Linked DNA regions of Bos taurus: region 1 is linked to region 2. Evidence: chromatin contacts called from public Hi-C data. All regions are on one chromosome and are shown on one strand. Each heading gives the region's core, a stretch centred on a gene start, on an enhancer-like site or on the middle of the called end of the contact. The rest is flanking DNA. Distances are from core to core; before and after follow the strand shown. Region 1 has its middle 76 kb from the start of MIR15A. Region 2 has its middle 26 kb from the start of MIR15A.

Region 1 (5,634 bases), core at 1,058-3,557, 51 kb before region 2:
AGAGAGAGAGAGCGCACAAGTCTTAAAAGTGGATAGCCGAGCAGCGTCCGGTAAAATTTGCGCTATGAAAAATATGAGGTCTAGATAGATTAGTGTGTGGGTGAAGGCTGCTCTAGCAGAAACGCGAGAAATGAGCAGGAGCCCACAATTTTCGTTTTTACTGTAGAAATCGGTAAACGAAATCGAATGGTAATGGTTTGCCTATTACGGCCACTGAGAAAGTTCGAAATAATTTAATGTTTCGGATTTATACGTATGTAATCACTATACTTTTTATTTTGTCTAGCTATTTCCATTAAGTTTTAATAAGCTGTTAAAGTTCCCTGGGTAAATTTTGTGAGGGTTTTTTTTTTTTTTTTTTTTTTTTGAGTGAGTGGAGATTTCATGAACCAGAAGCGAAGTTTGAGCATAATTTCCTTAGCCACTGGGAAGTCTGTATCTCCTGCCAAAATTTCCAAGGATGTGGAGAAGAAAAGAAGACGAAATACTCATTGAGTACCTACTATGCGCAGACACCCTGGTAGAACTGGCTTTACAAATTTTATTTCATAGTAATAATTGTTGATCACTAGGTGCTCTTTTCAAAAAGACCAAACCCTTTCTTCTGCATCCAAGACCTCAAGTGGACAGCTACCATAATTTTATTTTATTCGCAAGAATTTCGTTTTTATTACTTCCTTCTTCGAAGTGACATTATTGCCAAGGTTAATGGAGAGATCCATGTTTAATGATATTAAAAGTCTGTTGGTTTAACTGATTACAGCGTTTAGTGCTAATCCTGTGGGGGAGGGGGGAGTAAAGGTGAGTCAGCACTCACCGAATTTCTCCTAACTCTTTAGGTCCGTGTAAAAATAAAGAAATCTTTATTATGTTTGGCAGGAGAGGGAACTTGTAACTAGGAAGAGAGCGCCGTCACTGAAAGCAATGGGAGGTGGCGAGGGAAACATGCAAACCAACATTTTTCCGTCTCTGTGGATCAAAGGAACCGAAAACATGACTCGTTTTGTAAGGACGACGCAAACACTGTGGCTTATACTGACCATTGACAGAGGCTGAGTTAGACTAGAGGCTTCGTGTGTTACAAAGGATATGATGAAGTTGAGTATCAGGAGCTTTAAAAAAGAGAGAGAGAGAGAGAGAACCGAGTTGACAACCAGATGAAGTGGGAAAGAAGGGGAGGAGAATACACCCAGGAGCCTGAGCAGGCAGGTAAATCATCAAAAATTCAGTTCCTGCAACTAATGAAAAAACCAATCTCACTGTACTCCAGGGGAAATGGTTCGCTGACGCAAGGCTCGATGGTGAGTCTATTTGTCGTGCTTCTTTTCCGGACTATCAAAAAAAGTTATTTCGAGATTCAGCCAAATGTTTTGACTGGGAGACTGAAAACGGGACGAGGAGTTTCCTGCCGTTACGTCCGAGCCCGCAGCTGGGCCCAGCGCCGAGCGCGCCCCGAGCCGCGCGCCTGCCGCCCCGGGCGGGTCAGAAAGGGCACTCCCCGCTGCCCTAGGAAGAAGCGAGCCCGAAGTCAGCCGGCGGGGGCTGCTCGGTTTCCCCGCGGACCTAAACTGCAGCCTTCCTCCGGAGGAACGCTCCTCTAGTTTTGTTCTGGAAGGGGAAATGGGCTCAGCTCTTGGAGAGCTCTCAGGATTCCTTGTCGCTGGACAAACCTGGAAACTTTGGGAAGTACTATACTGAGCTTCTCCGGTTCCTGAGTCCCTTTCTATCTTCGTTTCCAGGGCTAAAGGGCCGCTTGCGGAGGAGGGGTGCTTCTTTAGTTTTATTTTTTTTTCCACGTAGACTGGAGAAGCGCCGCCGCCCGCTCCGAAGGCGACTTGCCGACCTCAGCGCCCTGGGCTCGCGCGGCGCACCGCCCGCCCCTCCGCGCCCGCCCGGCCCCGCTCGCGGAGTGCGCGCGAGGGGGAGTATCGTCTCCTCGGGCTGGAGCTCGGTGCCAGGACGCTTTCCTGACATAACCCTGCCCCAGGGCGGGCCAAGACGGGCACTAACCATTGCTTAGCTTCCCTACTGCCGCTCAGGTCCCCACTACGACCGGCAACTGCCTTGAAACCCACCCCCAGTGGCAGACACTCTGGCCTCACACCTCCCCTTGGTCCCCGCTTTCCCGGCCCTTTCCGGGGATCCCACACCCTCACCCCATTTCTCCCGCCCGTCGGGGGCGAACACTGGCACCTCTCCTCGCGCGCATTCCGCCGCGCCATTTTAACCCCTTCGACGTTTCCGCTGCGGAGGGGGCGGAAACGGAGGAAACCCATCCTCCCCACCTCACCCCACCCCGCCCCACCCGCGCGGGCCCTCGCCTAAGGCAGCCCGGAGGGGATTGTGAAACAACCCGGTGGCGGGCGGGGGTGGGGGACACGCTACCTCCGGGCTCTCCAAATTTTGGCAAAATCTCGGGAACACTGGTGCTCCCCCAGGACAGTTTTCTTCGCTTCGCGGCAAGCGCGAGGTATCCGAGTTTCTCGGCACCAACGGCGAAGAGCCTCTCCCTTTCCCCAGCCCCTTTAAGGACATCTGATCTTCAGTCTCTTAACTTTCTCCTCGGGTCTAACAGCTTCGTCAGCCGCGGAGAGCGACCCCAGGCGAAGCCGGAAAGGGAGAAAGCCAGGGTGTGGGGCTCATCCAAACCCGGGCGCCCCGAGGTTGGCTGAGGCCCTGCGGGCCGAGGCCCCGCGGGCTCTTGAGCAGGAGGAAGCCCCGGGGGATCTGCGCGGGGCACGTTGCCGCGCCTGAAACAGGCGTTCCCTTTTCCAGATCATATTCCCCATAAAATCTAAAGCCAGATGCATCGCTTGGGCAAGTTCCCATTTCACCGCGAAAAGCACGGATTTGTTTCCAAACTGGACTCCAAATCGAGGTTTCTGGTGCGGGTTCCAGTGGCCTGCGCAAGGTTGGGGTTTCGATGCCTCAAGGGACTGCCCGGGCGAATAACGTTTTAGATACTCTACCCCAGGCAAAGCATCATTTGCGAATGCGGCGATTTAATTTTAAAAAAAGGCGGGTGGGGGTGGTGCGAAGTAAACACAACTACGGGCTTTCAAAGCCGTGTGTGTACTTTTTAAGTGAGGTGGAGTATATAAAAGATCAATTTCATCTATAGACGCCCAGTTTAGCAAGATAACCTGATGGAATCTCTGTTTCACAGAAATAAGTTACAAGGGGGGAAACTTGCAAGAAAGTGAGAACAGTGGCCACATATGAAACCAAAGGGCGAGCATGGTGAAAGCAGGCATTTTAATCACCCTGTTGAGTCAAAAAATAGCTTTTGCTGAGTTGGCTTTTTTTTTTTTTTTTTTTTTTTTAAGAAATAGACTCCTTCCCAAAGTAATAGCCTACGGGTCTATTTCACCTGCAAGTTTCCTCTCATTGTATAAAGAAATTCGGGTGGAGTGGGCCATGTTTTTCACAGAACTTTCTGGTATTTGCAGTTGTGGTGAACAGGAAAGGAATAAAAACGAACATAATTAGTCTGGGATTGACTACTGCCTATTACCGGCATAACATCAGCAGGAAATTAAGACTGCCTTCCCGAGGTTCGCTTATAATAATTCAATTTTGCATCTTTTAAAAGTATAGCCGTTTTTTAGTCCTTTGGTGAAATGAATAACCAGCGATGCAGGACCTAAACAATGCACACAAGCACACAATTCCAAGTCTACTTATTTAAGGAGTGAAAAGGTGCGGCGCGAAATTGCCCCTGCACGGGTTGAGGTGTCACGGCTGTGGGCTGCGCCGTGTATTAGGTGCCAGTGAGAGAAAGCACAGACCCAAACTACTCACACAGAAAACTGTTTCCACGTTTGACTCATTTAGGATCAAATGGTATTTTTAACACTTGCCAAAACCCACAGCTATTGCGACAAGAAAGGTGCCAGGCAAGAATGAAGTTAGTTGTTTATTAGGGCAAGGTGGGGCTTTTCGCGCTTTTGGCTACATAAGTGTACCCGAGTGACAGGGTGAGCATCTTGCAGGCCACTGTCCCCGTGTTGGTTCATTGCAAGGGAAGGTAGGGGGAACGGGACGCCTTTTAGCAGATCAGACTCTGGCTGTCACCCGTGAGGGGTGGTGGTGGGGGGTGGGGGGTGGTTAACTTCACTTCGTAAAGATACTCATCCTCTTCTTAACTGAAGAAGTCTGAGGCCGCGAAGGCCGCCCACAGAGGCCGCGCCTTGTCCAAATCTGCTCAGGCCGCCTTTGTCCCCGCAGTGACTACCGAGAGGGAGGGGGGCGGGCGCGGAGGTTGTCACCAAAGTTTCCTCAAGTCTTTATACGGCCGAGAACTCTGGGTTTTGCGGGTAAGCAAGCTGCCTATCCAATCTGAATGGAGCGACAATTCCGTGGGCCTCCGGTCCCCGGAGGCCTCCGCGCGCCCTCGCCCGCCCCGGCCTCTCCCCTGGATCAATCGCCAGGGGCCAAAGCTCGCCCCCGCGCCACACTCCTGGGCCTCTGGGTCCCCTCCGCTCGGTCCCAATAAGTCTCGAATTTCAACCCAAGACCCAGGCCAAACTTTCCCTTCGGGGCTGGTATATTCTCACACGCGGACGCCTTTCCCAGGGGGAGGAGGAGCGATGGCGCTCCGGGCAGCTCCCGGGGACCCTGCGGGGACCACCCGCCACCCGGTTTCCACGCAGCCCCCGTGCCCACCCTTGCCTCCCGACCCCAGACCTTGACCTCCCACGGCCGTGCTCAGGGAAGCCGCCGCGACTGATGCGCCCCGGGTGCTTTCGTTTTGCTTTCACTCCCTTCTCTCCGCAGCTGGGACGACTGCGGAAGAACAAAATGGGGGTGGAAAACTCGTGTCCTGACAAAAGTGATGGGGACACCGCTGTTCCGTCCCAGGCTGGGCGGGGAGAGGGGAAGGTTCAGGCTGAGGCCTGGGTACCCGTGTCCCTTGCATGGGCGAAAAGGGCCAGGAGGCCCTGGCTTGTTTTTTTCGTGTAAAGAAACGTGATTTGTAGATACTGAAGCAACAAAGTTGGCGCGGAAACGAATTCGCCTGCTTAGGAGGACTGTGTCTTGCAGATACAGACGAATAGGCAGGGTAGAAAGGCCGGAAGAGGGGCGGCCGGAGCCTTTCACTAAATTGGAAGGAAACCGAGAGAGAAGGTTCGAGAGCCGGGATCCGGCTCCCACCCCAAGCTCTGAGTACCATCAGGTGTGAGGGGGCACTAACGCCCCGTCCCATTTGCTGCTCGTCCACTCAGCTCTGCGCTTTGGAAAAACCCAGCAACCACTGCACAGGCTCGCTTCACTTTATCTCGCCTCTCTCTTTATGGTGAGCAAAGCACATGTATCCTGAACTGATTAACTCATGGCCTAAGGTCTCCCGCTTTAAAAAAAAAAAAAAAAGCCAAACCTGGAAAGATTTCTCAAATAGAGACAAACTTGTTGCTGCCCCGAGTGGCCCGTGCGAAAGCTCTCCTAGGTTTGCACGCGCCCAGCGCAGGGCCGGGAAGTGCCGCTGCCGGGCGAGGGCCGGGGCAGAGTCCCGCCCTCCTCCCCCGGCGGCCTGCACTTGAGCCGGAACGAGGGTGAGTGCGAGGGAACAGTCTCTCCAAACTCCTTAGAAAAGAACTCTTGCAGACTGTTTACCACACTGTCCAGCTGCCCGGA
Region 2 (5,486 bases), core at 2,136-4,635:
AAATTTGAAATCATTTCCAAGTAAAAAAAGTTTTTTTAAAAAAATTAAGTCCACCTCAGAAAAACAAGACCAACAGGAAAATAAAAGCTATTTATGTAGCTTTTACATCTGTGCAATTTGCATCTATGCAAATTGTTTTTAAAACACCACCAGAGTATACTGAGTTTTCAGTTTACTGTTCACAGTGTTTTAAGAGGCTTCATTCTTCCTTAAAAGATGAACAGACCTGTAACTTTCACAGTTTATCTAAATAAGCTAATATGTTGAAGCCAACATTCCATCAGTTGCAGCTTAGGCTTAAGAAACAGCAGGAGAGAAAAAAAAAAAAAGCATTGAAATTACAAGACCTCTGCTCTCCACACTACCCATATTTACCATTCATTTGCTGGTGATTGCATGGCAGTTTCCAAAGTAAAACCTCAAATTTTAAATTATGACTTCAGTTTTATGACAAGTCAACAAGAGTACGCAGAGAAACAAACTAGGTGGGTGAAAAGGGGTGGGCGTAGGTTGGCTAACTCTTCACTGTATTGAAGATGAAAGAAAGCTGCAAACTTCCGCCCCAATTGAGTCCCTAAATAATTGAGTCCATTCTTCTCATCAAGTGTATCACTGTGTGAAGTATTAAAGTTCAAGGAAGGTGTTCTTAACTAGTTTTTTACCTGTGAATCTGAAGATCTGAAGTAAAAGTGCTTTTTTTTTGCTTTCAAGTTCAGTTCGGGAATTTGCACCCCCTTGTGGTCAAACATAAAATTATTCATTTTCAAAACCATTTTTTTTTTTCCCCGTTTGGTTTTTTTTTGTTCAGGCGTAAGAACCAAGTTACTTGATTTTGTTTTCTCCCATGTTAGTGAATCAAGAAACTTTAATGAAGGATTTTAAAATCCTTTTTTGTTAAATAGGATCTGAAACAAACAGGACTTAATTCTTCTAAAAGTGACCTCTATATAAACTTTAGTCTGTGCAAAATGGAGACAATAATTACACCTACCTCATGAGTTACTATGAAGATTCAAGGAGAAAATGGATATACATGCTTAGCTGACAAACAGTACCTAGTAGGTACTCAATAAATGTTGTTATTTATTAATATCAGCACTTTAGAATTCTCCTGACAGAATAAATCTTAAAAGTGGATGGACTGGATAAAAATTGTACCAATTCATGATGTTCTAGTACAGTCTTGCAAATGAGTTCCCCCAAATATACCACGTATCCAGACTGCAGCTAGTTGATTCTCTCCACAGGTATATTGTTAAATTACAAACAATATGTATTTATCTCTAGATGATATAAATTTGGATGGTTTTTATAGAGTGGCCTGATTTTTCCCCTTTTCTCCCTTTAATAATTAGAGCAGTAAAACTATTCCATTTTCATAGGTTACTCTTATGGAATGGCAAAACAAATTAACATCTTTATTCATCTGACAGAAATTATCACTCCATTTGGCAAAAATAATTTGCCTGGCTGATTTATCATTTTAAGAGGCTCTTGAACACAAATGCTAATTCCTAATGGCCCTAACTGTAATCTGGTCTTTGAAACACCTCTAAAGAAACCATCTTCAAAGATTAGTGTTAAAGACTGACCCACAACAATAGCTAACATTTACTAATATACCATGCACTGTTCAAATACCTTTAATATATTAGCTCATTCACATCCTTAAAACAACTGGATGAAGTATTAGCATTAATCCTTTTACAAAAGATCAAATGGAGAAAAAAGTAACTCTTGTAGGGTCACAAACCTAGTAAATAACAGATGAACTCCAACCCAAGCAGTTTGGTTCCAGAGTTCATTCACTTAACCAGTGCACAAAAAGTACCATAGAGATGTAAGTCACATACTATGCAGCCATGATACTACTTGATGATGTCAAATTATTAAATTATTAAAATCCATTTCTCTTCTGATTGTACCTCAGTAACGCAAACCATGCTACCTTCTCCCATTTCCTTCCTTCTTAGTACTTGAGGCATTTTCACACTCGTCTAATTTTAACTCTCACAATGATGTATGTCTTTGTATACTCAAAACATTTATGATTCATCACAAGTTGTTTTACAATAAAAACTAGGAAAAGGTGTAACAATGCCCCAGATTTTTAACTGTTGGATTCTTTAGAGAATTCATAATAACTTGGGATCAGGAAAAAAGCAACCAGTTTTAAAATAATCTTAAAATGTAATCATTTAAGATCAAAGGGAGTCTTTTTTTTTAATCTTAACTAGCCTGGCAACAGGTGAAATAATTCTCTCAAGCAAATGAATAGTTAAAAGGTTTTTAAAGAAGGTATTTAATATTGACAGCTTATCATCTTTTACCGTCCTACCACAGTGCCCAGTTTTTTTGACATTGGATAGATCTGCCGAGGTCTTGTGCTTCTGTTTAGTAGTTTTAAGACTTTGAGGAGAGTTTCTTAATCTGAATCTCAGGTATCCTCTTGTGTAAAATAAAGATAATGCCTACTTCACAGAGCTGTTGTGGGCAATAAACATGATCATTCCGTAAAGCGTTTAGTTAGCACCATGGCAGCCCAGAGTAGTCAATACAATGTATCTAGTTGTTATTACTTTACCAATGCGTGGCACAATAGAAACCCATCTTTGCTAGATTAAGCTCTCTTACCAACCTTTGAAAAAAAAAATCCCACTAAGTGATCCCCAAAACTGCCCATAACCCATTCACCTTTCCAAACTCCGGCAGAATGCTTAAGAACGAGAAGACAGTCAGAGACTAGATTCAATCAAATGTTGCACAGCAAGGTAGAGAATGACCCGGCCTCCAGAATCTGACAGATGCGGGCGGACTCGTTCACGTGCTTGCTACCTGTGCTACCTTAGGGAAATTACTTAAACTCTTTGGGCCTTGGTTTCCTGGTCTGCAAACGGAAAATAATAACAGTACCTACCTCACAAAGTTGTTTTGAGGCTTAAGTGCGATAGCTCCCGTAAAGCGATGACTTACAGCAAGAGCTCTGCAAACAGGCGGGGCTGCTCTAAAGTACACGTGTATCCATACACACGCTCCCAGACACATTCCGTTGTTAGGAGTTTAGACCCTGGCAATAAGCTGTTTCTCTTTTCACCTAAGCTGTACCCCTGTTTGTTTTCGTCGAACAGTAGAATAAATGTCTACCGACTGATAATGTCACCTATGGACCCTCAGGCCCACAGTCCCCACGGCCCCTCCAGCCCCGCGGCTGAGCACAGGAGCTGCACGCACGCGCAGGAAAAGAGGTAGGACTACCGCGGCTGAGGAAGCGAAGGGAGATCGGCGAACACGCGAGGATTCTGCGCATGTTCAAGGCGAGCGGGTAGGAGTAGGAGTTTGCGCATGAGCAGAAGTGTCGGGAAAGCTAGCGTAGTGGGGGTTAGGAGGCGGTATTGACAGCTGTGGAAGTAGCCCGCGTTCCCGGCATGCCCCGGGGCGGCGGGGTTGGCTCTAACGAATTTGAATGAGGAGCCTCAGCGCTTTCGGCGCCATTTTCGAGTGATGCCTGATCTCATCAATCTAGCGGGAGAGACGGAGTAACCTGTCCGAGACTACAGCGCCTTTAAGACTCGGCCGAAAAATCACTAAAAAAATCCCAAAAATTTACTTAGAGCAAAGGGCACTTGGCGGAGCCTCGTCAGGGTTGGCGCAGCGGGTAAGAGCCTGTAGAAGTAGCAGAGCGGGACTCGGGAGGTGGCAGTGGTGGGACCGGCAGGCGGTGGGGGGTGCAGGGAGTGGGGCAGTGGGTCCCCTTCATTTTAATCGCAAAAAAAAAAAGTGCAAGGAGATAGGGTTGGGGGGTAATTGGGTTGTCTGAGTGGGCGGCGGCGGGCGGGATGTGGCGGGAGCGCGGAGAGTCGCGGGCGTGGGGGGAGGGGAGCTGCAGTTTGAGCGGGACGCGGACGCGCTGCGGCTCAGCGGCCGCCGCCCAGCGGATCTGTCAGCGGGACCCCCCGCCCGGGGCCGGGGCCGCGGCGCGGTGGGGCTCGGCCGGCCGCGGCTCCTTGACAGGCGGAGGGGGACGGGCGCCCCCTCCCCCGCCGTGGGCGAACCGAGCCGTCTTTTATCGCAGTTTCCCCGGCCCGCGGCGGCCGTCTTCCCGTGACAAGAAACTTGAGGTCGGGGGAAAATTGAGGACCCGGCGTAGCGGGTGCCTCCGGTCCGACACGCGGACAGTCCTCCCCGCGGGACCCAGCCGTGTGTATTGTCGTCTCTGACGCCAAAGCGGGAGATGCCCTCGCGATGTGAGTCTGTCTACGCCGCCCTCCGGCTCCGCGCCCCTGGGTCCCGGCAGAGGTAGCACTGACCCGGGTCTGGCTTTTCCAATTTGGGCAAGATGGGGCGGGGGCAGGCTTTTGAGGTTTTAGCGGGCTCCTAGGAAAGATGCTGGACTTTCGCTTTTTGCTCGGGATTTTGGTCGTTTGCTCTCACGGTGTCGTCCTTTCTTGGGGGGCGGGGGGGGGCGGGGGAGTGTTCTTGGGTGAGATGAAAGATGGGGCTTCGACCTTGCGATTTCCTTCTCCCAGCCGCACGTTTCTTAGAAGACTTTTTCCTTCTCCAGCCTTTGAAACATGTCGCAAGGGGAAAAAGGCAATCTTTGAAACTGTTGATGTTTTCCTCCCGAAAAGTCTTTCCCCGGAGAACTTAACGGTAATTTTGCAATCCCCACCTTTTCTTGGGAGCGCTCTTGACTTCGAGGCGGAGGGGAAAGGGCTGTTATTTGCCTTTCCCTTTAGTGATTTTTTCCTCCTCGTAGTTTCTACCAATTTTTGCTCGACTGCACTTGAATGATTTGAGCCAGTGACGGCTTTAACTTTAATACTTTATAGGTAGATAATGGCCTTTGTAAAATTCCTCATTAAAAATGTACTGGATCTTAAATCCTTTTCTGCGCTGAAGGCACCCTAGATTAACCCTTTGCTGGTGTGATGTATTGCGTATGGGGCGCGCGACTCTGGGTTGCGAATATGCAGGAGTTGATTTTTGCAGCAGCTATTCAATTGTTCGAAAAAGAGGAATAACGCTTTCAGTCACACACTTCTTAGGACTGCCTGCCTAAAGTTTACCTCCCCCACCCCGCCCCTGGAATTGATGTAACGATTGATTGAGTTCTTATTTCTGTGAAGATTGGGGGACCCGCCCTCACTTAGAATCTTTCCCCGAAGAGAATAGGAGAGCGCAATGTGATGTTTTTCAAATGGTGTCTAACGGAGCTCCCAAAACACCGAACTTGTTACCCCCTGATTGGCTGGAAGGAAGCGGGACTGGGGGGTTTGAATGTTGAACACTAGATTATAATTCTTGACTTTCCAAAAAATTACACTTTTAGAAAACCACGTAATGAAACGTTAAGACGAGGAATTCAAAAGCTGGTGTGTAGTATTTTTTTCGTCCATAAAGGATTTTCGAGTGATTTTTAAATGTATATTAAAAGTAAAACCTAGAGAAGACAATTTTCGCAAAATTGTAATTCTGCTGGCTGAGAT

What was found. Hi-C and Micro-C count contacts between places; a contact is called where the count stands out from the background.
Region 1: a Hi-C map of an unstated tissue shows a contact between it and region 2, with 3 times the contacts expected there. The contact joins two enhancer-like sites. A contact is called at or near these places in 4 of 11 Hi-C or Micro-C datasets (4-cell embryo, liver, skeletal muscle and 1 more).

Annotation. Positions count from the first base shown.
Region 1 is chr12:19,574,299-19,579,932 of ARS-UCD2.0, reverse strand. No RefSeq gene overlaps it. Among named protein-coding and RNA genes, the nearest start is that of MIR15A, 76 kb to the right of the region's middle. Within about 2 kb of position 2,307, at least 35 of the 102 cell types and tissues checked have an H3K27ac peak or open chromatin away from gene starts, as enhancers often do. A contact at or near this core is called in skeletal muscle, where this site is marked.
Region 2 is chr12:19,524,165-19,529,650 of ARS-UCD2.0, reverse strand. It overlaps the pseudogene LOC100847818. Among named protein-coding and RNA genes, the nearest start is that of MIR15A, 26 kb to the right of the region's middle. Within about 2 kb of position 3,385, at least 98 of the 102 cell types and tissues checked have an H3K27ac peak or open chromatin away from gene starts, as enhancers often do. A contact at or near this core is called in skeletal muscle, where this site is marked.